4 separate regions of the Mus musculus genome follow, and all the other regions are linked to region 1. Evidence: chromatin contacts called from public promoter capture Hi-C data. All regions are on one chromosome and are shown on one strand. The core of a region is the stretch at or near the end of the contact, and the rest is flanking DNA. Distances in the headings are between cores, read along the strand shown.

Evidence for each region. Promoter capture Hi-C pulls out the DNA fragments that hold promoters and counts their contacts.
Region 2: a contact with region 1 is called in a promoter capture Hi-C map of hippocampal neurons, with 30 times the contacts expected there. The contact joins the enhancer-like site here to the promoter of Fam114a2 in region 1. A contact is called at or near these places in 9 of 39 promoter capture datasets (the 3T3-L1 cell line, 3T3-L1-derived adipocytes, the SN4741 cell line and 5 more), 1 of 484 Hi-C or Micro-C datasets (nephron progenitors), 10 of 115 datasets of contacts at active chromatin or transcription factors (differentiating embryonic stem cells, embryonic forebrain, embryonic hindbrain and 6 more) and 1 of 9 other capture datasets (adipose tissue).
Region 3: a promoter capture Hi-C map of hippocampal neurons shows a contact between it and region 1, with 11 times the contacts expected there. The contact joins the enhancer-like site here to the promoter of Fam114a2 in region 1. A contact is called at or near these places in 5 of 39 promoter capture datasets (the 3T3-L1 cell line, cranial neural crest, hippocampal neurons and 1 more) and 4 of 115 datasets of contacts at active chromatin or transcription factors (differentiating embryonic stem cells, embryonic forebrain, embryonic limb bud and 1 more).
Region 4: a contact with region 1 is called in a promoter capture Hi-C map of hippocampal neurons, with 8 times the contacts expected there. The contact joins the enhancer-like site here to the promoter of Fam114a2 in region 1. A contact is called at or near these places in 3 of 39 promoter capture datasets (the 3T3-L1 cell line, frontonasal cranial neural crest and hippocampal neurons) and 2 of 115 datasets of contacts at active chromatin or transcription factors (embryonic forebrain and stem cell-derived neural progenitor cells).

What each region holds. Positions count from the first base shown.
Region 1 is chr11:57,516,581-57,520,252 of GRCm38.p6, reverse strand. It overlaps Fam114a2 (family with sequence similarity 114, member A2), which reads left to right and starts at 1,609. Exons shown (of 14, transcript NM_026342.3): 1 at 1,609-1,680. Mfap3 (microfibrillar-associated protein 3) reads right to left here and starts at 1,588. Exons shown (of 3, transcript NM_180599.1): 1 at 1,541-1,588.
Region 2 is chr11:56,129,660-56,133,331 of GRCm38.p6, reverse strand. No RefSeq gene overlaps it. Among named protein-coding and RNA genes, the nearest start is that of Gm46260, 12 kb to the right of the region's middle. Within about 2 kb of position 1,876, at least 9 of the 459 cell types and tissues checked have an H3K27ac peak or open chromatin away from gene starts, as enhancers often do. A contact at or near this core is called in hippocampal neurons, where this site is marked.
Region 3 is chr11:56,168,098-56,171,769 of GRCm38.p6, reverse strand. No RefSeq gene overlaps it. Among named protein-coding and RNA genes, the nearest start is that of Gm46260, 50 kb to the right of the region's middle. Within about 2 kb of position 1,964, at least 23 of the 459 cell types and tissues checked have an H3K27ac peak or open chromatin away from gene starts, as enhancers often do. A contact at or near this core is called in hippocampal neurons, where this site is marked.
Region 4 is chr11:56,243,227-56,246,898 of GRCm38.p6, reverse strand. No RefSeq gene overlaps it. Among named protein-coding and RNA genes, the nearest start is that of Gm46260, 130 kb to the right of the region's middle. Within about 2 kb of position 1,793, at least 13 of the 459 cell types and tissues checked have an H3K27ac peak or open chromatin away from gene starts, as enhancers often do. A contact at or near this core is called in hippocampal neurons, where this site is marked.

The sequences.
Region 1 (3,672 bases), core at 360-2,859:
TTTGCTTATCATTTCCTTTCCCCAGTAACAGCTTCCCATGAGAAATTAGAGAAACTGTGTTTCTGAGAAAGGTCTCATGTAGTCCAGGCTGGCCTCGAATTTGCACTCCAAGGTAAACTTGAGCTCCCCTCCTGCCTGTACCTCCATCTGCTAAATGCTGGGATCACAGACCTGTGCCAGTACTTCACCTGGAAAATAATCTTTATAGAAATGTCAGTTATCATTTAGTGACTTACCATTTTAAAGCTACTTCTTTTTTTGAGAGTAGTTTTGATTTCTTAAATGGAATGTACTGGCAGTAGTAATCTATTTAAACAAAACTCTTCAAAATTCTTGGTAAGTTTAAGTGCAATGGACTCTAAGACCAAAATTTTTCAGAATTGTCACTATAATACTAATGGCAACATGTAAAAGACAAGACAGTTACTAGTGGCCCAAGATACATTCCTATACATTTTTCCTTTACAAAAGAAAACCAGAAGAAATCTTTTTTCTGGTTTATTTGTTGGACCAGACGTTTTTGTTTGTGACAGGATGTGGTTACTTAGCTCTGGCTGGCCTAGAGTTCACAATGTAGCCAAGGCTAGCCTTGAACTTGCAAATCTTCAAAGGAACAGGCATTTAGTAAGGTCGTAGAGAATATCAGCATACGGAAATGTAAAGAATTACTATTGAAAGTAAAGTCAAACATTTGAAGGGTTTTAGGAAGTGGCAGTTACATCTGAACACTGATGTAAGGGATTGAACAGAGGAGGGGAATCTGTTCCTTTTTTTTTTTTTTTTTTTTTTTTTTTTTTTTTGTGCTCAGGATCAAACCCAGGGTCTTGCACATGACAGGCAAACGCACTCCCACTTAGCTATACACCAACACAACACAACAGCGAGACACTCGAAAGCAAGTCTTTAGGGTTTCAGGTGCCCCCCCCACCCCATATTTTAACACAATTTTGCTTAATGTCTTCTTGGATAAACTGCCCAGGGACAAATGAAGCGATGCACTGCACATCTAAAATTACAAATCAAAAGCATATCACTCTCCTGCTTAGAAACTATCAATTACTTCCCATCGAGTTCCAAATTTTAAGTCAAACGCCTGGTCACCGACCTCACAAAGACCCAGTGCCCAAGTTCTCCGCCCCCCCCCCCCCCCCCCGTCTCCCTTTACTATTTATTCAAAACCTCTACTCCTCCTCCCTACAGGCAGGCTTCCCCCTTCTCACTTCCTCACTCAGTTCCGTTCCATCACCGCATTTAAACTTGGACGAAAGCACTTAACTACCCCCTCAGATTCCGTTGTTTTGATGGTGGTGGTCTCCCTTCCTCACCACCTTTGCAGTGAGCTGAGAGCAGGGCCCGCCCTGAATTCCCAGTTTGTGTCCCGGATCGTCGCTGGCCCTCGAGTATTCTGGAAATACCTCATGGCGGAACCCCGACACCCACACCCAGCCTTCACGGAGGGCGGACATCCTGGCATCCCCCGTGTCCAGCTTCAAGCATCCTTTACCTCTCAGGAAGCCACCGGAGCAGCGGATTCACTCACCTCTCTGCAGTCAGCGCCTTCCGCCCTAGAGGATGCTTGACCCGGAAGTACTCCTCGACGGCGACCCCGCCTCCGCGCTGAGGTCAGGAGTACTTCCGCGACGGTCGGGTCGGATCGGCGAGCGAGCGGCGGTGGCCGCGGTGAGGGGCGGTGTCGGGGTTGTGGGGCTTCCGGGTGAGGGCGGCGAAGGCTGGGGGGTCTCGGGGTCACGGGTTGAGGGGCTGCAACGCTTCCAGCCATGTTTGGTGGGCTTGCCGGCCGAAGGGCTGGAGAGCTTGTTTACCTGAGGCCTGGGGGTGGGACCTGCGTGCGGACGTGCGGAGACGAGAGACCCGCCACGTTAGCTGGGGAGTCGCCGCAGCCTGCAGCTGGGGCTCCCTGTCGCACGGACCGGCGGCAGCGCTGACCCCAGGCTCGGCTTCCAGCTAGTCAGCCACGCCAGCCACGCCGCCTCCGGGTAAAGGCGATGGTCACGCGTGTGCTCTGGGCATATTTGTGTCTCGACTGTGAGGCGCCTTGTTTGACTTCTCCAGTCACCTGGATTGTTCTCCTCCAATCAGGAAAAACCATACCCGGAAAACATTAAATAGTACAATTCCGTATGTCTGGTATGTGTTTAATCTTACTTATAGGAACGGTGGAGAGGGACATCACCACTCACGAATCTTGTCTCCTGACTCAGCCTAAACTCTTGGCACGTCCTCGATGCTTATTAAAATCTCTATTGTGCAAGTGAAATAATAGGGACAGCTGGAGTTTACTAATCGGAATGTTCTAGTTTCATAAAATTTAAATGAACGTATGCAATATGTGCGTTCTATTTGCTTACATAGAGCAAATCGAGAGACTATATATTATATGTTGTAACTCGGAGAAAGAAGAAAAAGGTAGCTCTAAAACAGTGTCTATACAGCTGCAAGAACACCTTCTGAACTTTGGGCAAGCATGTCGGTGTCTTTTTGTTAGATCAGCCTTTGGACTGACAGGGGCAGAAATTGCCTTACATATCTTCTCTGTCTCCAGAACTGGGTCCATATGCAAAAGGTTCTTGCCATGAATAAGTTAAACGAGTTATTTTTCTATTTTTCTGAGTTAGTTTGCATGGCAATTGGTACTTGTGTATGGAATTTTTTTTTTCTATGAGTTTTTGGGACAGTTTAATATATGCATATCGTGTACCCATAGAGTCTAGGCAACACCTTTTTTTTTTTTTTTTTTCACGTGGAAGAGGTTTTATTGGGAGGGAGAGACAAGATGGCAGCAGAAAAAGAAGAGGAGAGGAGGGAGAACACTAGGCAGCATATTCTTGGTCTACCTTTCTAGCCTGTCACCCTTGCTTCTTCCCTAATAGAGACATGACTCTAGGGGATTATATCATGGCTCCCTGACCTTTCTTCTGTGCTGTCTCCATACCCTTTGTTTGTTTACCTTCCTGTTGCTGTGATAAGATACCCAGACAGAAACAAGGAAGGCGATCTTATTCTGAGTCACAGTTCGCTTGTCCAGTGGCAGGAAGGTCACGTAGGAAACTGGTCACTTTGCACCCACAGTCTAGAAGCCGAGAGCAGGGAATGCTTGCCATCAGCTGGCTTCTCCTTTTGACACCTTCCAGGATCCCAGCCTTTGTCATTGTGCCACCCACAGTAGATGGGTCTTCCCGAGTCTGTTAACCTCAGCAGGACAGTCTCCACAGATGTGCCCAGAGGACTCTCTGGTGGTTCTAGGCATATCAGTTTGGCAACTGAGATTGACTGTCATAAGCCTGAACTTTTCTTTATCTCATTGGCATTTTCATTCGTTAAAATCTTAAGCATATTTAAGGTAGACATTACAAACACAGATGCATGCATGGTCTAATTGGATTACTATAAAAGAATACTATAAATTTGGAGATACTAGAGTATGAGAGAATGCTGTTCAAATGCGAAAGGATTCAGCAGCCATTTGGCACCAGATAGGTCTTACCTACTTAAGTGTCCCTGTTGCATTATCTTTTACAAGGGGACCTAGAAATGTCATTTTGTTTCTATGGAAGATGAGACTTTAAATGTTAGCAACTAATTAAAAAAAAGGTTTAAACAGTGTGGACTAATTAAAAACCCCTGTAAGTTGTAGTTAGCTAACAGACTTCC
Region 2 (3,672 bases), core at 627-3,126, 1.4 Mb after region 1:
CTGCATCACGAAGGCCCCTATTGGCTGGAATAAAGCATGACTTTCTATAGCAGACCTGGCTGTGTTGTGCTGACAGTGTAGGCTTGCCTAGGCATGAGATGCTAACAAACCCTGTCTAGATTTATAAGTGGAATAGTAAATTGAGTGTAGATGGAGAGAGGGGGAGAGAGGGAGAGAGAGAGAGAGAGAGAGAGAGAGAGAGAGAGAGAGAGAGCGAGAGAGAGCATGGTATGCATCGATGATCTTAAGAACTGAATAGTAAGAGGCCAGGAGCCGGGGAGTACTCAGCTTCACTAACACTGCTTTACAGGACCTTAAACAGATTCAAGATTTCTTTGGGTCTCATTTCCTTAACCTAGAAAATGGAGACCATCATAATTGGTCTTACAAATCTGAGGGGAAGACTACTTGAAGTTCTGCCCTGAAAGTACTTAGCATAGTTCCAAGTATCTTGATATAACTAGATCAAAGCTATCATCCACACCATCACGATTTAAGATTTCAGCAAGATGTTGTAGTCTCTCTCTCTCTCTCTCTCTCTCTCTCTCTCTCTCTCTCTCTCTCTCTCTCTCTCCCTCTCTCTCTCTCTCTCTCTCTGTGTGTGTGTGGGGGGGGTGCAAGTCATAGGACAGATGGAGAGACAGAGAGTGTCTATGTGTGTGGTATATGCTTACATGGCATGTATGTAAAGTTTCATGTCCTGCTCTGTCACTGTCTAACTTATTCCCTGAGATAGTCACTCACTGGGCCTGGGGTTAGGCTGGTGGCTACGAAGCCTTTTGTTTCTTCCTAGTCTCCCCACAGAGCTGGGGTTACACACATGCACAGACATACATAGCTCTCCATATGGGTACTGGGGATTTGAACTCGGGTCTTTGAGTTCAAGTAAAGCAAGCAGTCTTATGCACTGAGCCATCTCCCCAGGCCCTGGTTGAAGTTTTATGCAGCAGCTCTCTCATAAAGTTGGTCAGTGCACAGTGATCAGGTGTTACACTCTGCACCTCCAAGGAATCAGGGAGACACTGCACTTCTCCACGAGTACTGCTGACAGGCCCCATGGTGGGTGAATGTTCAGCATCAACCTCAACTTGACTCCCTAGATCCCATTCTCCTCTGAAATGTGCCTATTCAGCAAACAATGCAACACTTAGTATTTCTACATCCCATGAGTTAGATCATCTCCTCCCTGAATGAGTTAAGGGAACAGAGGCACACACAACAAGGCTCACGAACATGCCCTAGAGTGTGTTCCAACAGGAAGTATGTGTGACGCTATGGTTCATTTCCAGAAAGATTGGCACAGACTCTGGCTGTCACTGCCATGCCTGGGGTCATAAGCCAGCCTCATGCCCTGCCTTCTCAGGCCAGCCCTTCTTGAGTGTTACTGGGTCTCCTCTCCAAAACACCAAATGTCTCGGGTGGACCCGCCATTTACTCTGATCCTCCACCCCTCCTCATATATCCTAACCCACCACGCATCTTCTTCTATATCCCACACTCCCAACTACAGCCTGAGATATCCATCCGTATTTTTTCCAATATTTCCTCCCACGGTGCCGTCAGCCTCCCTCCCCAACGCATACTACTCGCTCTATTTCACTTGCAAGCAAAGGGGACCAGGTGGCATGTCCTAATTTTGTGCGTCTGTGACTTCACTTACCCGACTAAGCTGTGATCGCCAGGAGGCAATCTCAAGCTTTGTCTTGTTATTTTGTTCTCACGGCCATCCGCCTACTTTAACATGGCTCAGACATCTTAGAAGACAGATTGATGAGTAGTATCAGTTTGATAGCGTCCCCTCATACCCCACCACCACCACCACCACCATCACCCTGCATGCGCCACCTCCCGCCCCTGCAAAATTAAAGGAACTATTTTGTACGCTAGTCTAGAGCGCCATCTGGTGGTTATTCCTTAAACAGCTTACAAATAGTGTGCTCTAGAGGTAATTCTCTGCTCAGCTAAACAGAAGTGAGCTACATACCAATACATCAAGAAGAAGCAGGTAATGTCAAATGAACAGAATCCGCTCTACACCAAGGAAACCACAAATGTGTGAATGCATAGATTCATGTCCTAAGAAGGAAAGATCAAATGTCGGATGAACCAGGTGTGGAGCTTGCCCTGGCCCCTATTTCATGCCTGCCTATTAATCCTTAAAGAGTAGGCAAGACTATTTCTCTCTGGCCTCATTTGCCTAACATATTTTAACTATAGGAGTAAAGTGGACCTTTGAATCATGTCTTCCCATGTCATCCACAAACGAAGATGTGAAATTAACCTTACATTTCTGATGCCAATATGTCAGGATTTTAAACGCATCTCACAGAAGAGTGGCCTGTCCTCAGCACTGAGATTTTCATTTAATAATCCACATCTTCTGGGGAAATATTGTTTACCGGTGTGGATACCTTTGTTCAAACCAGTGGGGTTTCATAAGGCTTTCTCACATCTCCTCGGTTTTAGTTAGCACACCTGCCCCAACTTCTACCCTCATCCATCTGGAAACTTTAAACAGAAGTATTATTCACAAGTGACTGGTCAGAGAGGCTTCAGAGACATCTGAAACAAACAACACAAGCTATTGCCATTACTCCCGTGGTTGTCCTCTGTCACTAGATAGTAAGAGCCTATTGCTGGAGATACCACACACTTCCCTTGAACTAACCAGGAAGCTGTGTAGCTCACCAGCTTTTATCACGTGAAAGTGCTAAGCAGGCTGAGGGGGGGGGTGGAAAGCTCCTGATGGTCTGACCCAAAGCTGGAGTCTGCAAACAGCAGCCACCCGTGAGGCAAGATGTGCTCGCTTGTGCAACTTTGATGAGACTCTTTTATGGGATGTGGTAGCTGGAATAAACATGGCCCCCAAAGGCTCATGTATTTGAATGCTTTGTCATCAGGGAGTGGCACTACTTGGGAGGGATTAAGAGGTGTGGCCTTGCTGGAGAAACTGTATTATTGGGTGTAGGCTTGAAGTTTTCAAAAATCCCACACCAAAGCAGAGCATCTCTCTCTCTCTCTCTCTCTCTCTCTCTCTCTCTCTCTCTCTCTCTCTCCCTCTCCCTCTCTCCCTCCCTCCCTCCCCCCTCCCTTCTCTCTCTCCTGATATAAAACTCTCAGCTCCTTATTCATCACCATGTCTGCCTGCCTGCCACCATGCTTCCCACCTTGATGACAATAGGCCAAGCCTCAGAAACTCTATGTAAGCCCCCAATCAAATGCTGACCTTTATAAGAGTTTCCATGATTATAGTGTCTCTTCACAGCATTCGAACACTGACTAAGATGGGACAGGGGAGGCAACCAGTCTCTTGATTACATCTGAAGCCTGCTCATAGGACAGAACTCATACGTAGTACCACACACATGGTCAAAACCCATGGCCAGAAAAGTCGTGGACCCTATGCTTATTTGATAAGTAGACACGTCAAACTTTCTTCTAACTACTCATGTTTTTATCCACAGATTTGTCCGACCTCACTTTAGGCAGAAAAGCTTCTTGCAAACTCATTAGCAAGCTGTGTGCTGAGGATGAGTGGCTGAAAGCTGAGCTAGAGATGGGCCATCTAGGTCACTGCAAGCCCCAGGACTCAGGGGACGTCACGGAAGAGGGGGGAAGAGTGTTAGAGTCAGAGGATGGTGAGTGCTGTGAAATGTCTCCTCTTGACATGAC
Region 3 (3,672 bases), core at 715-3,214, 1.3 Mb after region 1:
TCCCCTTCTCTCAGATACAGATCGTGTGGACTGTGTGGATTTTTCCTTTTTTTCAGTTTTTATTTTTTATTTCATATGTCTCTCTCTCTCTCTCTCTCTCTCTCTCTCTCTCTCTCTCTGTGTGTGTGTGTGTGTGTGTGTGTGTGTGTGTGTGTGTGTACACGTGCATGTGCACACACAAGTTTTCCTTGGAGGCCAGAAGATCACATAAGATTGCCTGGAACTGGAGTTACAAGTGGCTGGTGGTTGTGAGATGCCTGCCTGATTTGAGTGTTGGAAACTGAATTCAGGTCCTCTATAGAGCGGTACGTGCTCATGCACTCAACCCCCAAGCTACATTTCCACTCCCAGAATCATGTGTCACCATCATCATCAATACCCTTTTCTTTTTTTATCTTTAGACTAAAAGTTCCCTAAAGGATGGGCCTGTCAAGATTGGCTCTGATTAACATTAAATTTAGGAAGCACACACACACAAAAACCCTGCCAACAAAAAGTTGTTTGGCTGACCAGGCTCCAAGTTTACCTACTCATAGGCTGACCACAGGTTTCTCTGTACAGTCCTGGGTTGCTGTTTTCTGCCCTGTAAAAGAGTGGCCATGTTTATTACAGAGCGATCCACAATAGCTAAACTATGAAATTAGCCTTTGGAGCTCATCAGAGAATGTGGGGATCAGATTTGGTACATAGACACAGGGGACTTTTTGCTCAGCCACAAAGAAGAATGAAATTTTCTCATTAGCAGGAAAATGGATGGAACTGAAGGTTCATGCTACATGAAATAAGCAAGACCTGCAGAGACAAATACCACAGGTTTTCCTCCTGTGCTTGGAATCTGGGAAACGAAAACAAAATGGATAAGAAACTACAGAAAGAAATACTAGGGAATAAAATGCTTCCTTGTTTTCAGTTTTTATTTTTAATTTCATAAGTCTGCGTGCATGTTTTCCTTGGAGGCCAAAAGAGGGCATCAGATCCCCTGGAGCTGGAGTGGTTGGTGGTTGTAAGAGAGAGGGAAGCAAGTAATGATGTCAGTAGAAGGATGGCTACAGAGATAATTCAAAATTCAAGCCCATGTATGTGTAAATAACATTATGTAGTCTCTTAAGAGATAGAGGGAGGGAGAGAGAGAGGGAGAGAGAGAGAGAGAGAGAGAGAGAGAGAGAGAGAGAGAGAGAGAGAGAATGAGCAATATTCGATATGACTTTGAAGCTATCTACTACATTTCTTGGCCAGAACCTTAGGTACCACATACCTATTAGTTCTCTATTTTCATTTTGGGGATAGAATTCTCAGCTTCTGTTGCTGCCCAGCAAGGTCCTAAACCTATGACTTCAAAAGACCCTCATCCCTCATCCCTCATCCCTCATCCCTCATCCCTCATCCTTCATCCCTCATCCCTCATCTACTCCCAAGGACTCCTGGGATCATGAGTATAAGCAGATGCCTCCAGTTTGTCCTGTAACCTGACTTGAGGGATATTATGTTCATTCTCCTTAGCTGTGCCATGCTTTAAAAATGAGCTGGGAATATTTCTCAGTCTGTCACCTGAATTACAGTAACTCCTCATCCAGGGATGCCGTGCTTCCCCAAACATAAGCACTAATTACAGCCAGCTCCAAGGTACACATCCCATTACCCTTCCCTGCTCTCTAAGCCACTGGTATCCCTCTGCAAACAGGATCCAAAGAGCAGGAATTAGCTATGGAAAGCAGAAGGTAGACACTGGCGAGGGCTGAGGGCTGTAGAGCTCAGGAAGGAAGGAGTGAGCCGCTGACCTTTTCGGACACAATAGATGCAGATTGATGCCTTCAGTGTTTTTCCTTCCTAAGTCCGTATTTACTAGAAGTTGTTCTCGGGCCATGATTAGACACACTGCTCGCAGTTCCTCCCAGTTAACAAGCCCAGCAATCAGTTCTTAAGAGAATCTGATTGCCACATTGTGAAGGCCTGAATCCTCCAGATGGCTGCTCGCTGATACTTGGGTTCTCTCCAGGTCCGAGCCAGCTCTCCTTGCTCGCCCACAGCAGTGTGTGCTAGGCTCGCCCAGCAATATTGGTAAGCACCCTTTGTCTAGCAGTTGCTACAATCTGCAGTCTATGTTTCTTGCCTCCAGTGAACAACACAGGGGCGTTCTCAGATGTCGACTCCACTGTTCACATACATTTCAGTTTCCTCTGAGCTGTCACCAACCTACTCAATAAGCTCTTTCATATAAGTCAACAGCAAGAAAATCATCCTTGTTAGACCCTAAGAGTCCCAAATGCGGCATCTTTTCTTCTAGTCCGGGGACTGAGAGCTTCTTGTGAGTCGTTATTACTGCTTTATTTAAACTACCATCATCATGATTAGAGTGTCAGTGCAGAGAGGAGAGAGAAAAATACCTAGGAACTGCCATTGGTGAGGCTTAGAGTTGTAGAGGAGAGAACTGTTGTTGGGCTTTTAGTGAAAATCACTGTTTTTTCTGATCTCAGCAGGGACAAAAATAATATCAGAAACCACAGTGTCTGTACTTTGAATGCAATCATGCATCCTATTATGAAACCAAAAATGGACAGCGCCAACATTCTACCCCAGAACCTTAGATCCACGGGGGTCAATGAGACCCCATCCCCTCCCTTCAGCTTCTTCCACTTTATGATGGGATTGGCTTCTCCTTTGGGTTTTATAAAGCATCTCTTTATTTTAATGTTTTACCAGGGTCTAGAGAGATGGCCCAGCATATAGGACTGCCCACTGCTGTTGCAGAGCACCCAAGTTCTGTTCCCAGTACTCATATCAAGTGGCTCACAGCTACCTCTAATTCTAATTCCAGAGTATCATATGGATGCTGTCTTCTGACCTCTGCAAGTACCATTCAGTCACACACACACACACACACACACACACACACACACACACGCACACAATAAAAAGTTAAATCTTCTTTGAAAGGAGTATGGGGACCTGAGTTTATGTATGAGGACCAAGCACACATACGTGTCCATGAAGACCAGAAAAGAACATTGTATCCCCTGGAGCTAGAGCTATAGACAGTTGTGAGCTCCCCCATGCATGCTGGGAAACAAACCCATATGCTTTATGAAAGCTTCCAGTGTTCTTGAAAGATAAGCAACCTCTCCAGTCCCCAAAAATAAATCTTTAAAAAAATTATTAGTCTATATTCATTATACAAAGCAGTGAGCTTCATAATGACATTTACAGTCAAAATTACCTCCTTTTTTTAACATTTTCTTTAAAAAAAAGGCCCATCTGCACTGGATTTCCGGTTCCAAACATTACAGAATTGCTTAGTACATCCTCAGACCATTTCTGTAACACAATCTAAGCTACCCGCCAAGGAAGGAAGCTTTGATTCACTCTGAAAACCAACCTTTGCCCACAGCAGTAAGTCAGGACGGATCCTTAGGTCCTGAACTGGGCATTCACATCACCTGACATGAATCTGCGTGTGAACACAGTCAAAAGAGAATAGCCTCAGATCTGGTGTTATTACCAGGTCACCAAAAAAAGCTCAATTAAAGGTGACTTCTCCTTCCTCTATAAAGAGACGAACGTGAGCAAAATGCGCTTCAAACATTGTAAATTTCTGTGGAGGAGCACAATTCCTCCATCATTCACTGGAACCCTCCTCACATACAGAGATGAGGAAATGGAACAACTCCACCTCAC
Region 4 (3,672 bases), core at 544-3,043, 1.3 Mb after region 1:
TCCCTATGCACACACCACACCATGTGAGATAATTTCATACATTCCCAAGGGATCCCAGATTTAAGCTGATTCAACTCCAAACTCTTAAATCCATACAGGAGTTTTACATTGCTGTCTCTGAATTCTAACACTGGCCACTGTCATACACAGCCAAACACAGAGTAGCATTGTGTCACAAGAAATTAGGTGACTCACCACAAGATAGTCAGGAGAAAGGAGACAGTATTCTCACAGCTCTTCAGAGGCCCGTATGTTTTCCATGTATGAGATGTATGAGACAGATACATACATCTTCATGGACATGGCCTGTGGAGATGGAACCACAGAGGATCATTTCTAAGTTAATAAATAAGCTGGAGAAATACAACTTACTTTGGGTCACTGAGTAAAGCTGCAGCCCTCTCATCTTTATGAATGAAGGCGATCAGCCATTAACCACTGCATTATGGATGTCTCTGTGGCTGTGATAAGATGCAAGATGAATATAGTTAGGAATGCATGCAAGAAAGTGAACTTTCAATAAGGGTATTGGCCAGGCATTGACTGCCCACTACTGCAATCCTCTGTGTGTGTGTGTGTGTGTGTGTGTGTGTGTGTGTGTGTGTATGTATGTGTGTGTGTGTGTGTGTGTGTGTGTGTGTGTGTGTGTGTGTGTGTCCCTGTCTCTCTGGGTGTCTGTGTCTGTTTGTCTATCTTTCCCAGAAGAAAAATAAAATAGATTCTCCGTAAAAGAAGAGAAGATACACCCATCTGGAAGATCCCTGTCTTCCAGGCTAGGAAAACCTGAGAATCTCCATTAGGCCAGGGTTGCCTCTGAATCCTCAATATGTTAACTCTTCCTGCTAGGTATTATTCCATCCTTGAACACGGTGCCCAATGTCTTGCTAACTTAGTTCATGATAGTCAGTGTCAGAACATTAGCAAATGTAACTATTGGGCTTTTCATCCAGTTTCTTTACAGTTAAGTTTGAAATTGTCAGAATATCTATAGTAGATATTCTGTGATTTGTTAAATACATAATGCAATAATAATTTAAAGTTTTTGGTTCAGAGCCTGGGGCAGACCATGTGGCTCAATCCATAGAGGGCCTGTCCTAGGTTTGAGTCCTACCACTATATAAACCAGGAATAGTAAAATATTCCTGTGATCCCAATCCTAGCACTCAGGAGGTAAAGACAGGAGGCTCAGAATTTCAAGGCTATTCTCAGCTACATAATGAGTTTGGAGCCAACCTAGTCTACATTAGATCCTATTTCAAAAGTCTAAAGTAATATTTTTAATAAGCTCAGGTCTGATACACAGGACTCAATAAATATGAGTTGTTATTTTCAACTGCACTGCTAAACAGTAATAATTTGAATAAGCAAATATTCAGTTTAATGGGTACTTTTTCAGGATCCTATGACCTTTGGCCAACTACCAATGTATTCTTTCAATAAAATCTTGGAAAGAGTTTGTATTTAAAAAATAAAGACCCAGCATTTTTCAAAATGTATCTCTTTTCTAGGTCTGGAGAAACAGTGGTCTAGATGTACCCATGACGGAGCTGGCAGTTGGCACCCCACCACTTCTTTTCACCCACTCACTGCTGGAAGGAGGACCCTCTCAGCACACACTGTTCCTGCCCTCCTCACATGGATGGGAACATGCCTAGCTTTTCATGCTAGCCTGTGATAGCAGGCTAGATCTTTCTGACACCATCTGTTCTTTGAAGCACATGACACACAGTTGCCTGGCTGTCACAACTCCATCTGAAAATGTCGAGAGCCATGATGAATGAGTCTGAGGGAGGCTGTTTACCTCTTCACCATCTACTGCTAGGCACTCAGGGATTGGGGTGTGGGAGTACCACAGGTTTTTCCCACATGAGGATTCTAGGATCTGCCCTACATCACAAGACAGACACAAGAGATGATTCCAGACAGCCTCAATCCGATAAGCACTTGCTGCCACTCATGGGCAAATATGGAACTAAATATGGAATTGTTGGGGCATCCACATCAGAGTGTGTCATGAGTCAGACATAAATACACAAATCTCTTGGTCTCTGAGACCTTAGCTTCCACCAGACACAACAGTAAGCCCCTTCTGTCCACTGTGACATTGAATCCTGACTACACTCAACTCTTCCATCCTTGCCATTGGCCAGCAGGCTCATGGACAGCTGAGAAATCCAGGGATGGGGGTTCAAGTTGATCCTCCCAGCTGCAGGGCCAGTACATGATGATGTCAGTGTGGGAACTGTGTCTTGTCTTCACTTAACTGCTTCCTATCCTAATAGCAAACAACAGTCGCCATTGTTTGTTCTCCTGGTTTCATCATCAAGAAGACAATTTTATCTGAATCTCTAGTTCTGTTTTGCTGATGTGATCCCCAAATGAAAGCTTATAAAAAGTAGAGATCATGAAATACTTAGACGTCTTCCTCACCTTTATATTTTGGGGGTTTGGGGATCCTCAGGAGTTGTCCAACTTATTGATTTCAGACAAAATCTCTCACTGGCCTATTCTCTGTAATTTCACTTTCTCACTGCAATTCTCTGATTGAGCTAGGCTGGCTGGCCTGTGAGCCTTGGTAACCTGCCCATCTCTACTTCCCCAGCTCTGGGATTATAAGCACAGGCCACAAATCTCAGGTTTTCTCATAGGTTCCAAAGATCATAGCCAAGCCCTAATATTTGAACAACAGCCACTTTACTAACTTAGTCACGTCTCCCATCTAGACTCCTCACCTTTTGTCTTGTGCTGTAGAGGCTCAGGACATATCACTCCTAGATCTTGCATCAAATGAGATTAGTACATGACCTAATGATCTCTCTTCCCAGTCAGGACATATCTGAAAGGGAAAGAGCTGATACCAACTACCCTGTCTGGACAACAGCTATAAAGGAGGATCATCCTGAGCCAGATGGACCACATGGTTGTTCTTCATCAGGTCCATTCTTCCTGTCCATTCCATGCCATGAGCTCCCTCTATAATATATGATAGAACAGTGTTGAACCAGACAAACTGGGACACTAGAACATCAAGCTGACAATCCTACACACAAACGCAGAAACTGGGACTCTCAAAAAGGCAACCTGGATATCACCCTGATTTTGTTTTCCCTTTTATAAATGTGTTTGCAATTTTTCTTCTCCCCACTTCTCGGCAGATGCTACCTGATTTGTGTTCTGGCTAATGTCACCCACGTCAAATGCATTGCCAAATGCAATGAGGTGTGACTGACACCAGGAGAGATGACGAGCGAGCGGAGTGGCAGCTGGTAGCTGTTCCTTCTTGTAGAATTTAAATGAATCAAGAAGCGTCCTGATGGAGTACATCTGAACTGATGGAGTACATCTGAACGTGCCCAGGGCCAAACAGAATGTTCTCATCCTAGACATGGAAATGGGAGCAGTCTGAGGTGGGGCTCCCCTCGAGACAGCTGCATGGCTCCTGAGCAGAGGGTGAGCCTGGGCAACCTATGAGGCCAATGGGGGGCAGATGCAGAATTGCAGAAGGAGAAGTACCCAAGTGGAGAGGATGCCTGATTGCTCATTCCACATTGCCTGCAGGGACCTAGACAACTGTTTGCCTTATGTGAGATCCTTGATTCGTATGATCATGTTCTAGTTCTTCCTTAAGCGTAGGCTGGCCTTGAGCTCACTGTGTAGCTTAGGATAAATCTG